2 separate regions of the Gossypium hirsutum genome follow, and region 2 is linked to region 1. The links are chromatin contacts, called in public Hi-C maps. All regions are on one chromosome and are shown on one strand. Each heading gives the region's core, a stretch centred on a gene start, on an enhancer-like site or on the middle of the called end of the contact. The rest is flanking DNA. Distances are from core to core; before and after follow the strand shown.

Region 1 (6,585 bases), core at 1,413-3,912:
AAATAAGTGTTGAAAATTAAGTATTGAAAATTTAAGTACTAAATTTAAATTATAAAATTGTTAGATATATCACTTAAAATTAATTACGGGATATAATTAATTTTTTTTATAAATATAGATTTTAAATTATAAAAAAATATATTTCACATTTTATCTTTAATTTTTAAATATTTAACTTTATTCTAAACAAAAATTAAATTTTAAACGTAATATTTTTATAGGATATACAAAATTAAAACAAAATAAAATAGAATTGATTGTTGTGTACTTGTTATTTTCTACAATTTTTTTATAAAAAAAATTTATCAAATTATTTTAGATTATAAATATGTATAAAAAATTAAATCATTAAAATTTAAAAAAAAATTCAACAAATCTATGAAACAACAAACAAGAGCGAAATTAGATTACATGTGACTTACATGATCTTCAATCTCAATTAGCTTGCTTCAAATTAAAAATATATTAAAATCCAGAATGAATGATAGTTAAGGTTCCCGATCTTCTTTCAAATAAAAAGAAAAAAATGAAATCCTACTCCCGCTGTTTAATTTAGTCAGTTTGAGTGAATTAAGATGCATAATTAATTATGAGGTTGAGAGGAGTGATGTCAAAATAACAAATCTATGATCCAATTGGTGGTAGTAAATTATTTATAAATTGAGAAAAAAAATCAGGATTTAATTCGCGAAATCTTTTTAATTTATCTTTAGATTATGTTGAATCATAAAATAGTGAGATGAATTCGATTGTTGATCCAACTATTTTATGCATAGAAAATATGAATTAACAAATGTGTCTAAAAATATGGGTCTGTAAATTCAAAAGTAGATTGAAAACTCAAGAATAGAAATGGGTCCAATATTTGTATCTAAATCTGAATTAACAAATGTGTCTAAAAATATGAATCTGTAAATTATTGAGTACTATTCGATTATGTTAAAATTAAAATTTTAAAAATAATATAAAATAAAACAAAATAAAGTTTATTCAAAATGTAAAATAAATTAACAGAAGTACTTAAATAAAAATCCAAACAAATTAAACTTAACAACTTCACAACAATTTAAATGTACCTAACGACTTAAACATAAGAATTCTAAATAAATTATAATTGCATATATTATAATCTACCATAAAGTTTGTTCCACATTTAGAGTTTAAGCTTACATATCATTATATAAAAGCATACATTTAATATCATAATTGTATATAGGATTACATATCATTAATAATCTACCCTAATTATATAATGCTAATAGTATATATTATAATTTACCATAAATTTAGCTATACGTGTTAGAGTTTGTGTGACCCGAATCCTGTCACTTACTGAATAAATAAATAAGGAGATCTGTGGGGGTGAGAGGTCAAGGGTCGTAGGTTTTTTCAACCCTTAAATAGATATAATCGAAACTCCTCTTGTGATATGATTTTCCAAACTTGGAGGGTTTGGAAAATAGCTTGAATGGAAGGACTGTCTTGAATAGGTTTAATTGGTGGAAACCTTGACCCGTAACACTTAAATACTTTAAGAAACCGTAGCTATATTAAAATTATGACCCACTTAAACGTGAAAGAATACTCGAACGTTGGTAAGCAAAATCGCCACACTTCATGATGGGAAACGAATTGATAAGACAATTGGGTGAATGCCACAAACTAGTAAACGTTTGATAAGTTTAGCTTAGTTCAATGAAGAACCATGAGATAATAATCTCACCAACAAAGTTTATATTTAGAATAATTGTCTAACCTCAACATTGTCCTTTTATAAGATATATATAGGCCCTAATTTTACTATTCAAATTCAGCAGCTACATTAGCTTTTATCACAACTTAAAATTCGATTATAACTTTATGAAGGGCAACTAATAAGTCATGACTCGTCACTTGATTCAGATAGTTGAAAAGTCATGTCTCTTCACTTGTTGAAAGTTTAATGTTCCATAATTGTGTTGTTTAGTGTCCCTTCATCTCCCTTATGGCCGAATGTTATGTTGCTTGACATTCATCTCTTTTAATGGCTCCATAATGATCCTTGAGTGCATGAAATCGATAAGATTTTAAAGAGCCACTTGTGATCCATTTGAACGGCCACCATAATAAACTTTAAGTGAATGAAATCGATTAGAGTTGAAAAGTTATTCTTGGTCCTATAAATAGTCACCTACAAGATAAATAATTAGACATTAAACATTGACAAATTTTCATATTCTTATTCTACTAAAATATTTAACTTAAAACACATATTTATGATAGAAATCACCATAATATAAATACATACATGCATTTATTTATGAATATGTAACTCCAACGTATGCTTAAATATAATTAACATATAAGATGCATAAATGCATGGCTTAATTAAAATGTAAACTTATTTTCATAATGCACATAATTAAAACACAAACTTAATTAACATATGAGATGCTTTTATGTATGACTTAATTAAATGCAGAACAGATAATGCTAGACACAATGAAAGATGCAGACATATAATTCAAGGCATAATTTAAAGATACAAACTTGTTAAACTGAAATGAAACTTAATTTAAAGTCTTCCTAAAGTGTCTCATGATTAATCAAACCCAATGGGGTCTCATCCAACTCTTGGATCAGCATTTGACTTGGTCTTGGCCAATCAGAACATGATTAATTTGGGCTTGTTCCCAACGTCCACACATAGGCCCTTTAAACTCTTCTTTGACTCACTTGGTTCGCCCCCTATAGTTGACTCAATTGGTAAACACAAATGATCAATCTTTGTTTTGGCCATCTCAAGAAGAAGTAGTTCATGGAAATACGGCCCAACTTCAAATTGTTTCACCTTGACAAGAATTAATTCAGCCTTGTTGGTGGAATTACATCATCTTGTACCATTCAGTTTTTAACATTAGTGAATTTTTTCTCTTTTGCTCATAGTTTTTTCACGTAAAATTTGTGTGTTTTTATTTTTATTTTTATTATTGCTTTGTGATCATTCTATTATCATTATCGACGCCTATTATAACAATACGTTTAGGGTTTAATCTTACATATCATTGATATAAAAATGTATGTTATAATAATGTAATTGTATATAGGGTAAGTAATCTTAAATAATCTACCTTAATTATATAATGCTAATTGTATATATTATAATCTACCATAAAATGAGTTACATGTTTAACGTTTAGGTGCATATCATTAATAAAATAATACACATTATAATATTATAATTGTATAATAATATTATTATACATTCATAAGTTATAATTGATATATTATATGTCCTTAAACATGTATGTATACTATTTTTTATAATATAACATGTATTGAATATAATTAAGTGATATTAGAAAATAAATTTATATTATAATATTTCTTTTAATTATATAAATATTAAATAAATCTTTTAAAGTAATTTAACTACTTGAGTTAATAAAATAATAAAAAAAGCAATGAAAAATTTAGGAATTACGGTGGTCTCATCTCATTGTTTGCTTAGGTTTATAGATAAAAAAAAATTTAGAAGCTACATGATATTTAAAAGAAGACGAAATAGTTATTTTAATTTTATTATTAATTAGTATATATATTTTAAAAAAAATATTTTTATTATATTTTTATACATTAATTATTAATTTGTGTAAATTATAATTAATGTTTAAGAGTAATATTAGTAGCTAAAACATGGTTTTATGTATAAGAGGTCTTGGGTGCAAACTTGTTAGAAACAAAATTTAAATATTTTGTAACCAATAGATACATATTGAGATTATTTGAATTCTATTGGAAGGGGTCTATTTATATCTGCTTTGAATCCATAAAATTTGAATTGGATAAATTCGAAATTCGAATTGCCATCCCTGTTAAAAGCTATAAAGCTTTGGGACTTGAGTTTAGCAAAACTCTCACGTTGAGGTCTGAACTTTTTTTTTATCTAAATTAGTCATTGAACTTGATAAATGTTTCCATATTAGGGTATAAACTAGGCAATTGCTCTCACGTTGGAGTTTTAGTTTTTTTTTAATCCAAATTAATTCCTAAACTTAGGAATTGTTTCTATATTGGAGTTTAATATTTGACAATTATTCTCACATGAAAGTCTAAATTTTAAAATTTTGAAGGAAAGATTAAAGATTAATTTAGATAAAAAAAATACATACCCAAAGTGAGAATAATTTCGAATTCCGTACTCCAAAAAGTAATTGAACCATTGAACTCTTGAAGGAAAAGGGGAAGGAAATATAATGGCCTGGAGAGCCCATCCTGGAAAAAAGGGGCTCACTTAGAAAGCACTAGTTAAAGTGTATATGAGCCAGTTATGTTGAGTAAAGTGGGCTGACATTAAAGGCATAATTGAGGTAGCAAGTTCCAGAATTGGGGAAGATCCTGAATGAACTCGTTGAATTGAAAGTTGATGGGATATTTGATGGTTGAAAGCAAGATACTTTGCCCAATAAAGAGAAACTCCCATATCTTTAATTAATTAATGCCTAAATCAAAGCCTTTAAGCTTTTCTTATGTTTCATGATTAAGCTTTCCAAAGGTGACAACTCACTCCCACAAATCGATAAGACAACTTTTAACTACAATTCAACCCTATAAAACAAAAAAAAACATTGGCATTGGGTTGCCAACCCCTACTCCTCTTTCTTGGGTGTTTTCCGGGCTCCGGCTAAGTAATCAGCCCCTACTCTCTCCCCACATAAAGTGCCCAACCGAAATGACACTGTCTAAAGTATCTTATTATCATTTTTTTATAGTTTGCCATATTATATATAAATTTAAAGTTATAATGATGGATTATTTACATAATTCTTTGAATTTCAACCATTTAAAAAAAATTAAAAAGTATAATTGTATTAATTATTTAAACATGTAATATACCTACAAACAATTATATTTTTTAATTAAACAAATATTTACACTCAAATTTAATTTTTATGTGAATTTTTAAAAACACTCTAAAATTTTAGAGGTAAAATTTAGATAAAATCCGTCCACCCCAATATATTGACTAATATGTTTTGTAACTATTTGTTATATTTTTAATTATGATTTTTTAGTTTATAAGAATATATAACATATATCTTGATTTTAAAAATATTTATATATTTTTATTATAATTGTTTAGCTATTATACAACTTTATAAATATATTTGGCTTGATTTTTTAAAAACTAATATACTTTTAGAATATTATATAAAATTTCAGTATGGATTAAAGAAACCATTCTAGAGCCGAATTGAAAACAGTATTAAAATATGTTAAATAAAGTCACACAACATTAATTTAAGTGTATATAAATAAAAATATAGTTCAACTCAGCTGTGATCTTAGTTTTGATTCTCCATGTCAATATTTACTATATAACCAATTGTGACAGTATCTATGTCGCTCACAATCTCACTTAAATCCTTGATCTAAATGTCACAAATTGAAATATGTGTTTCTCAGTGTAATTATTGAGCAATCCCATCTATCGTGCATGGGGTCGATACCCATCATTCGAAAGCTGCCCCGACATTTGGATCTCGATGAATAGAAATTTCTTATCATAGGCTGCAATATTGAAATGAAGATATGGAGGAGACATAGTCTCATTGAATACACTTGCTTTCCAATAGCCTTATATCTTTAAGTGGGCCCTTTTTATAATGATGGTTGCGAAAATTTTGCTCTTACATTTTGCTGCTCTGCATGCCATGGTTTGATTATCTCTTTCAAAGCAAACACACATAACCCTACATAGATATATATAAATTTAAGATATATGGTGGACTGTAGATATTTGATATTAAAATGGCTTTTTTATTAAGACATGAGATGAGTGAAGGAATAGGAGGGCAAATAAAGAAAGAAGGAAAATGGAAGGAGGAAGGAAATAGAGAAAATGGTTAATTGTAACTTAACAAGCCTTTTTAATTTATATACACGGTTTGTTTAGGTTAGACATATGGATTGAAAGAGTACTTTATTTGTTTACAAAGTAATTATTATTGAGTGCAAAAAAATTGTAAGTAAACTTAATTAAGTCAATCAATTTACATCTAAGCTTTTAGGGGAAAAGTCGTGAAGAGAGAGTGATCATGTTTAGAGTATAGGAGCGATGTTGCTATTTGGAGAGTGAGTGAGACTTAAATCACAACTTGTACTAATTGAAGCATAGTGGAGTAACTCTCTATGCAAGGCCTCGCAAACATAAGAACTTTTCAAACTATGTGAACAAAGCTTTAGTGTCTATCTCTATTTACCTATAATAGTGACTTAGTCCAATTGCAACTTAACCTATAGATGGATGTATATTTGGAAGGAAAAAATCAACATACTTGTAACAACCCGGTTTTGACCCTAGTCGGAACAGTGGTTTCAGGACCACAAATCCGAGTCAGAAAAATATTTTGATAAAAAGACTTAATCGCATAGATTGTAAAAGTTGCATGCTATATGTTAAGTGTGCCTATTTGTTATGGCTTATTAAAGAAAAAGTCCTTATGTTGATATTTGACCATTGGAAGTATGAGTGGACATTAATGGCCTTAATTAATATGAATTATATGTTTAATTACAAAGGGTAAATAAGTAAATGATGAAATA
Region 2 (7,232 bases), core at 384-2,883, 290 kb after region 1:
TACACATTTGACTTACCTAAATGTTTTAAAAGCCAATAAAAGGAGGATCGCGTTTTGAACTCTGTCCAAATCTTTAATTTTTGACATTAAGACACTAAATAATCAATCAAGTATTAATTTTGGGCGTGTCGAGGGTGCTAATCCTTCCTCGTACGTAACTGACTCCCGAACCGGTTTTCTATTTTCGCAGACTAAAATCGTCGTTTTGAAAAATTTATTTATTTATTAAAAACGACCGTGTTTTGAGGTGGTCCAATCACACCCTATTAAAAACGATTGGTGGCGACTTCCAACTTTTCGTTTTCAAAAGTTGATTTCCTGTTTTCAAAAAAATGGTTTCGACACACTTTATATCAAAGGGTTATAAAAATCATATTAAAAGTTATTAAAATTATATCAAAAGCTACCAAATTGAAAGTATGCCAAAGGTTAATACAACTATATCGAATATCATAGGTTATTAAAATTATATTAGTGGTAATGAACATGCTAACAAAGGTTATCCAAACAATAGCGAAAGTCACTAAATAATATCAAATATAGAAAACCTGAATTAAATGTGTTGGTAATAAGGATCAATAGAGGAAGGTGCAGAAATGAATGACAATTGACAAATTCAGCTTAAGAATCTATCAAAATGATGAAGTGTTTAAGGCTTCCAAGCCCCAAAGGGCCCAAAGGTTTTTCTCGCGGTCGAGGAATGGGTTGTGATTGGAATGTTTTGACACTACCCTTGATTTTCGCCCCAATTCAAAAACCAGTTCGATATCGATTTAATTTAATTTTATTATAAAAAATTAATAATTTAAGTTTTTAATTTAAAATTGTTTAATTCAAAATGATTTGGACACAAAATAACTCAAACCTAAAATGATTAGAATCTAGAGTGGCTTGGATTAACAATAATTTGAATAAATAATTTAAAATGATAAATTTAAAAAAATCGGTAAAAATGTATTTTTAGTTTCTTTTAATTTTGAAATCGGACAAATTAGTCCTTCTAAAAAATCTGCGCAATTTAATTCCTATCAATTTTGAATGTGAGAAACTAAGAATAATTAACCATGACGTTAATGTTTTCTATCATTTGTACATAATTTTGATTAGTATAATAATAAATTTAGCCATTAAAATTTACACATTTTGTTAATTTGGTAATAACTTAACAAATTTATCCTGCAACATTTATGTAAATGCTAAATATTGAGACTAAATTTGTTAAATTTTTTAGAACTTAGACTAAATTGACAAAATATATAAACATCGAGAGCTAAAATCGTTTGCAATTGATTAAAGATATTAATACCATAATTAATTATCTTTAATTATTCACTTTTACTTTTAAAATTAACATAAATTAATTTACTCTTATAAATTGAAAAAGAATGAATAAATATTTTTATAAAAAATTTAAAAATTCTTTTACTTAAAATAAGCGGATACAAAATAAATATCAAAATCCAAATTAAGGTACACCCAAATTAACCTGGGTTAGGATTAATAGGCACTCCAACTATGTACAAATGTAGGTAATTTTGGAAAGGATTGTAGCAAAATACGTATATTTGTAGTGTGTGGGACCGTTGGCCTAAGCTTAATTTGGAGATTTTTCGTGGACGACACGATCCGAGTCTGCCGCTTTCTCTCTCTTTCATACACTCTTTCTCTCTATTAAAACCTTTCTCTTTCACTCTTTATTTTTATTTTTTTAGCTTTACTCTACTCTTTCCTTTTCCTTTTCCATTGTTTTTTTTCTTTTTGGGTTCATAAATCGATATGGAAATGGAGGATCATCGTCACCATCAATATGCCATACCCGATCTTAGGCAACTACTCAACGGAAAACCCATCAATTTCCAAGCAATTCCACAGGATACTGAGTTATTCTCCCCCGGCCACCACCGGAATCTGCCGCCACCGCAGCAACCCCACCACCCCTTCGATGTGATGCAAATGGTGGGTAGACATGAGTTCCCTTCTGATTCTACTGGTAATACTAATGCCACTCCCATGGCTGCTGTTGCCACTGTCACTAGTGCTTCCACACTTAGTCCCAGCTGTGGGTTCGACGGTGAAGCCACTGCTTTTGGAGGTGATGGAGGAAATGGAAGGTGGCCGAGACAAGAGACCTTAACACTTCTTGAGATCAGATCTCATCTCGACCCCAAGTTCAAAGAAGCTAATCAAAAGGGTCCTTTGTGGGATGAAGTTTCCAGGTATATACAAATAATATATTTATTCTTCCATGCTCTCCATACCCTAATTCTCTATTTTCTTCCATTCCCAAAGCTAGCAACTTCACTCCATGGATTGTTTCTCCTTTTAAAGATATGAAATGGGGTTCAAACCAGGAACAGTATTACACGAGTTTTCTTCTTTTATTTATTTTTAAAGAAAATAAACGATAGCTGATCATTTCTATAGTCTTCAACTGACTTGCTCTCTTTTTTTCCTTTGAAAATGTGTTGCCTCCATTATTGTGCAAGTTTTTACTGGTTTTTACTATAAAAATGACTAACCTTTTGGATGTTTTAAGTACCCATCTGCAAGTTTTATCCATGAAAAGACGTTTTCATCAGTCCCTTGCCGAAAGACCCATCTTTATTTTTCAATTTTGAATGGTCAAATAAGAGCTTTATCAACATTCATCACATGATATTTCCATGGTCATACAAATTTGAATTAGGGTTCATCTGTTTTCTAATAGGTTTAAAGTTTAATTTATTGCCATTTCCTTCCCTTTTTTGTTGGTGCTGTAGAGTCATGTTTGAGGAACATGGGTACCAAAGGAGTGGGAAAAAATGCAGGGAGAAATTCGAAAACTTGTATAAATATTATAAAAAGACTAAGGAAGGCAAGGCTGGGAGACAGGATGGTAAACACTATCGATTCTTTCGTCAACTTGAAGCTTTATATGGGGATACCAGCAACAACAATGGAGTTTTAGGCCAAGAAACTCCCCTAATCGGCAACAGTTTTCTGTTTCATGGCGCTCAAAATAGCATCAATACTCAAGCAAATCAAGAGATCTATCACTCGCAAAAGCTTTGCAGTGATAGTCTTAGTCTCTCAAGTTCCTCAAAATTCGACACTTGTTCCTCAGATAACAATGATTTAAGCAGTGCAAAGCTGAAAAAGAAAAGGGGTTGCAGAAGCTGGAAAGCCAAGATAAAAGAGTTCATCGACTCGCAAATCGGGAAGCTAATGGAGAGGCAAGAGGCATGGCTTGTGAAACTGACCAAGACGCTCGAGGAAAAGGAGCAAGAGAGGGTTTTAAGGGAAGAACAATGGAGGAAAGAAGCAGCAATAAGAATAGATAGAGAGCATAAGTTTTGGGCTAAAGAGAGAGCATGGATTGAAGCTCGTGATGCTGCTTTAATGGAGGCATTACAGAACCTGGCTGGCAAACAGTTGAAGGCGGCATCATCTGACGGTGAAAACCATAATGAAAATGGGAATGGAACAATTAACCACACTGTTAAGGCTGATGGGTGGCAAGAAGCTGAGGTTTCTAGGCTCATACAGCTGAGGACCGCCATGGAAACAAGGTTCCAACAAGTAGGGTATTCAGAAGAGGTGGTTTTGTGGGAGGAAATCGCCGCTAAGATGGGGTGTTTAGGATTTGAAAGGAGTGGTTTAATGTGCAAAGACAAATGGGATACCATTGGTGGTTCATATACCCTAATGAAAACCAAGGAGAGTAACAAAAAGAGAAAGGAGAACTCAAGAGGCTTTGATTATTATCAACCCCATGAGACCATTTTCACTCAAGGACCTGAGACATTGAGACTCCAACCAAATGACGGCTCTTCTCATGCTGTAAGCGATAGTTGCTTTCGCTTCTTCATGGCTGATGGAGATAATAACTTGTGGGAAAACTATGGTCTGAAACTCAGCAACTGATGAAAAAAAACCAGTAAGTTCAAACAAAAGATGACAGGTTTCACAATTATTGTAATCCATCCCACATGGGTAAGTTCTCTTTTGAGAGGCTGTGTAGAATGTGTAAGCAAGCAGTTTGACTGATCTTTGACTCTTGAAAATTTATGTACAGCAAACTGTGTTTCATGTTGTTCTTAGCTAATTCAAATATGGATTAATGGGTTTGATTTAATATATCTTGCAGGGGAGAGCGGAAAAGGAAAAACCACTGCATTTCAATATATATAGTTGATTTAGTGCATGGAAACTTGATTTATGATACTTCTTCATTATCACTTTCATTCTTTCTTCTTCTTTCAATATATATTTACTGAGAATTTGTTGTTTAGTAAATGTCTGATGAAATATCTCTGCATTATAGAGGGCATTTGCCCCCACGTGTGCAAAAGTTTATGTACAATTTCTCTGAAGTACGGTGCATAGGTTAAGGAAACAGTGACTTTGGATCAGATTGTAAACCAGAATGCAAATCTTTCAGATTTTGTTTGCATTTGTATCAAATAAGTAGGCCAAGGATTAACGGGTTTTACATATATATACTCGAGATCATTCTATTTGATATTCCATTTATATTTGTTTTTTTTAAAGGTAAAATATTTGTTCGATATAAATAAATTTAACTAATAAATATCTAATAAAAAACTTGTAATCTCATTTAGATTTTGATAGGATGAACCGGTTTGGTTTTGGATTGAATTGGGGAGTTTTTAAAATATTTTGGTCATTTTAGGTTTAGATCATTTTAGATTTGGGGCATTTAGATTTAATAGTCAAGTTTTCGAGTTAGATTTATTTTACTTCATATTATTTTGACTTGCTTGTTTTAGTTATTTCGAGTTTGAATAATTTCGTTCTTGGATAATTTCTGGTTTCAAGTTACAAAGATTCGAGTTGTTAAATTTTTAAGATTAAGTTGAATCGAGTTTATATTTAAATTTAATAAAATTGAGTTTTGGAGTTAGCCTAATGCAGTAAAAGTTTTTCCCTAGAAGTAAATAATTTTTTATGAGTCCTATTTATTTATTATTTTGACATGAATATATAAATGACTTATATTGATAAATAAATTCTTTTTTCTCAAAATCAGAAGAGTGGTTGGGTCGAAGAAATAAAGGATTTTTAATGGTCATTTTTATCATACAACAAACGTAAATAAATTAGATATCAAAAGATAAGATAGAAAAATATTATAACAACATAATTGGCGATAGTTCTGGATCGAAGTTGTCCCCAAAGGAGTGGGTGGTAGGGTCACGAAGAAGGTTCGCTTGGGCGAAGAGGATTGACCAGATAGCGGTGGAATGATGGTAGAACATACAGATGAGGGGATGGTCTCTTTCAAAGATAAAGTACATGCGTTGCTCACAGGGAAAACGAATGCTTCAACTATAGAGGATGATGATGATAGTGAAATTGGAAGGTTACGTAATAATTGAAAAGGTAGATAGAGTACCTTCGACCTCCTTTTTTGAAAGGGTTCATTATCTAGTCAAATAAAGCATGAATCAGTTGATCATCATAAAATTGCCTGGTAGAAAGATTGGCTTTAATATGCTCTTAAATAAAATCTAGGCTTTATGGAAGCCGACGCAAACCGTGCAACTTATGGATCTTGCTAATGACTATTCTCAGGTACTGTCAGAAGGGCCCCTGAATAATCTTTAGCCATTGCCTAATCGTTCAACCTTGGATAAAGGATTTCTTGACCTTGCAACATCATCCAAATCAAGTGGTGGTTTGGATTAGATTACCAGGTCCCTCTGGTGCTTGGTATAACCGAAGCTACATGCCATTGCTGGTAGGTAAAGTAGTGAAAATTGATAGTAATACTAGTAGTGCTGTGAAGGGGCGGTTTGAAAGAATGGCAATATCAATTAATTTGAGCAGGTCATTACTTTCTAAAATTTAGGTCGAAGGAGTTCTATAAAGGGTTTAGTATGGATTTTCATCCAATATTTTATTCACTTGGGGGTCACTATGGTCATACGAAGGACGCTCACCCTATGAGGCAAAGGGATGAGACTAACGATTAACGATCAAAGATGGATCAAACATCGGTGTTGGAGAAGACAACGGATCAACTGATAGTATGCAATAATTATGGTCCATGGATGGTTGTCCAACATATAATACAAAATGGTCTAAAGAAATGGCTTGCGAATGAACTTGAATATCAAGGGAATTTAAATTTAGGATTCAGATTTAAGGCTCTAGTTGATCCTAAGAAGGATTCTAGTGTTAAAAATGAGGGAATTAATCAGGTTACTCAACCCCCATCATTATTTAGAAACCAACCATTACACACTACTAGATGGGGTAAAACTAGTAGGAAGCTCAATGGTAAACTCAAGGGCAAGGTTGCAATGCCTAGTAAGAGCCCTAGTGAACCCCATATTTTGTTGGCCTAAGCAATGGAAACAACAAAAGGGCTTAAAGCAGATGCAATTCATAGCAAGGAATGTGGCTGTGATGATCCATGAGTGTCGGAGTACTGGTTACTAAATATTCAAAAGGTGTTTAAATACTTCAATGCAGCCCTGAAGAGAAACCAACGTGTGCAACTCTTTCTTGAAAGAGGAGACTTATCTATGGTGGATCACAATGACAAGTGTATTCCAATGGATAGGGTAAACTATAACTTTCTCTTGATGAAGTACTAGAAAAAGTATATTAGCTGGCCTTATCTTGAGAAGGAAAAAAGAGAGCTTATAACACCCTTCACCTCTCCTAACGTCTGCCACGCAAGAAAGATGCTATTAGAATATGTACAAATAAGAAATCTTGAAATATATTTTTTAATTTAAACTTAAAATATTTTTATAAAATGAATAAATCAAGTTTAAGGAATTTTAACTGCTTTATAATCAATTTAAAACCATTTATGAGAGACTCGGGGAAGAGCGGAGGTGTTCGAGACTCAAAAAGGACAAAACATTATAGGGAGGGACAATTTTGGGATGTTGCGCAATGTCACGAGGTTGTACTTTTGACGTCGTATGTTACTCTCTATTTGTACAATGTCACAACATTGCAAGAGACAATGTTGCGACTTTTTAAGTGAATGTCATGATGTTTTGAAAGACAATGTCACGAATTTGTAGAGCCTTGAGTCGGTTTGATAACAAAGAAACACTAATGCACAAATATGGTTCCAAGCACTTTGATCAGTTGAACACATGAAAATATTCTCTAACTTCCCTCCAATTTACAAGAACTTTACTCACCTTACTATTGAAAAAATCGGTTAAGAAAACAGTTTTACAGTTACAGTGGAGGTTTTTAATTTTTTT

The links. Hi-C and Micro-C count contacts between places; a contact is called where the count stands out from the background.
Region 2: a contact with region 1 is called in a Hi-C map of leaf, with 4 times the contacts expected there. The contact joins the promoter of LOC107934460 here to the enhancer-like site in region 1. A contact is called at or near these places in 9 of 34 Hi-C or Micro-C datasets (anther, callus, leaf and 1 more).

Annotation. Positions count from the first base shown.
Region 1 is chrA01:56,693,484-56,700,068 of Gossypium_hirsutum_v2.1, forward strand. No RefSeq gene overlaps it. Among protein-coding and RNA genes, the nearest start is that of LOC107956914, 81 kb to the left of the region's middle. Within about 2 kb of position 2,663, at least 3 of the 9 cell types and tissues checked have an H3K27ac peak or open chromatin away from gene starts, as enhancers often do. A contact at or near this core is called in leaf, where this site is marked.
Region 2 is chrA01:56,980,512-56,987,743 of Gossypium_hirsutum_v2.1, forward strand. It overlaps LOC107934460 (trihelix transcription factor PTL), which reads left to right and starts at 1,634. Exons shown (of 2, transcript XM_016866892.2): 1 at 1,634-2,216; 2 at 2,760-4,183. The coding sequence starts at 1,777. The coding sequence ends at 3,903.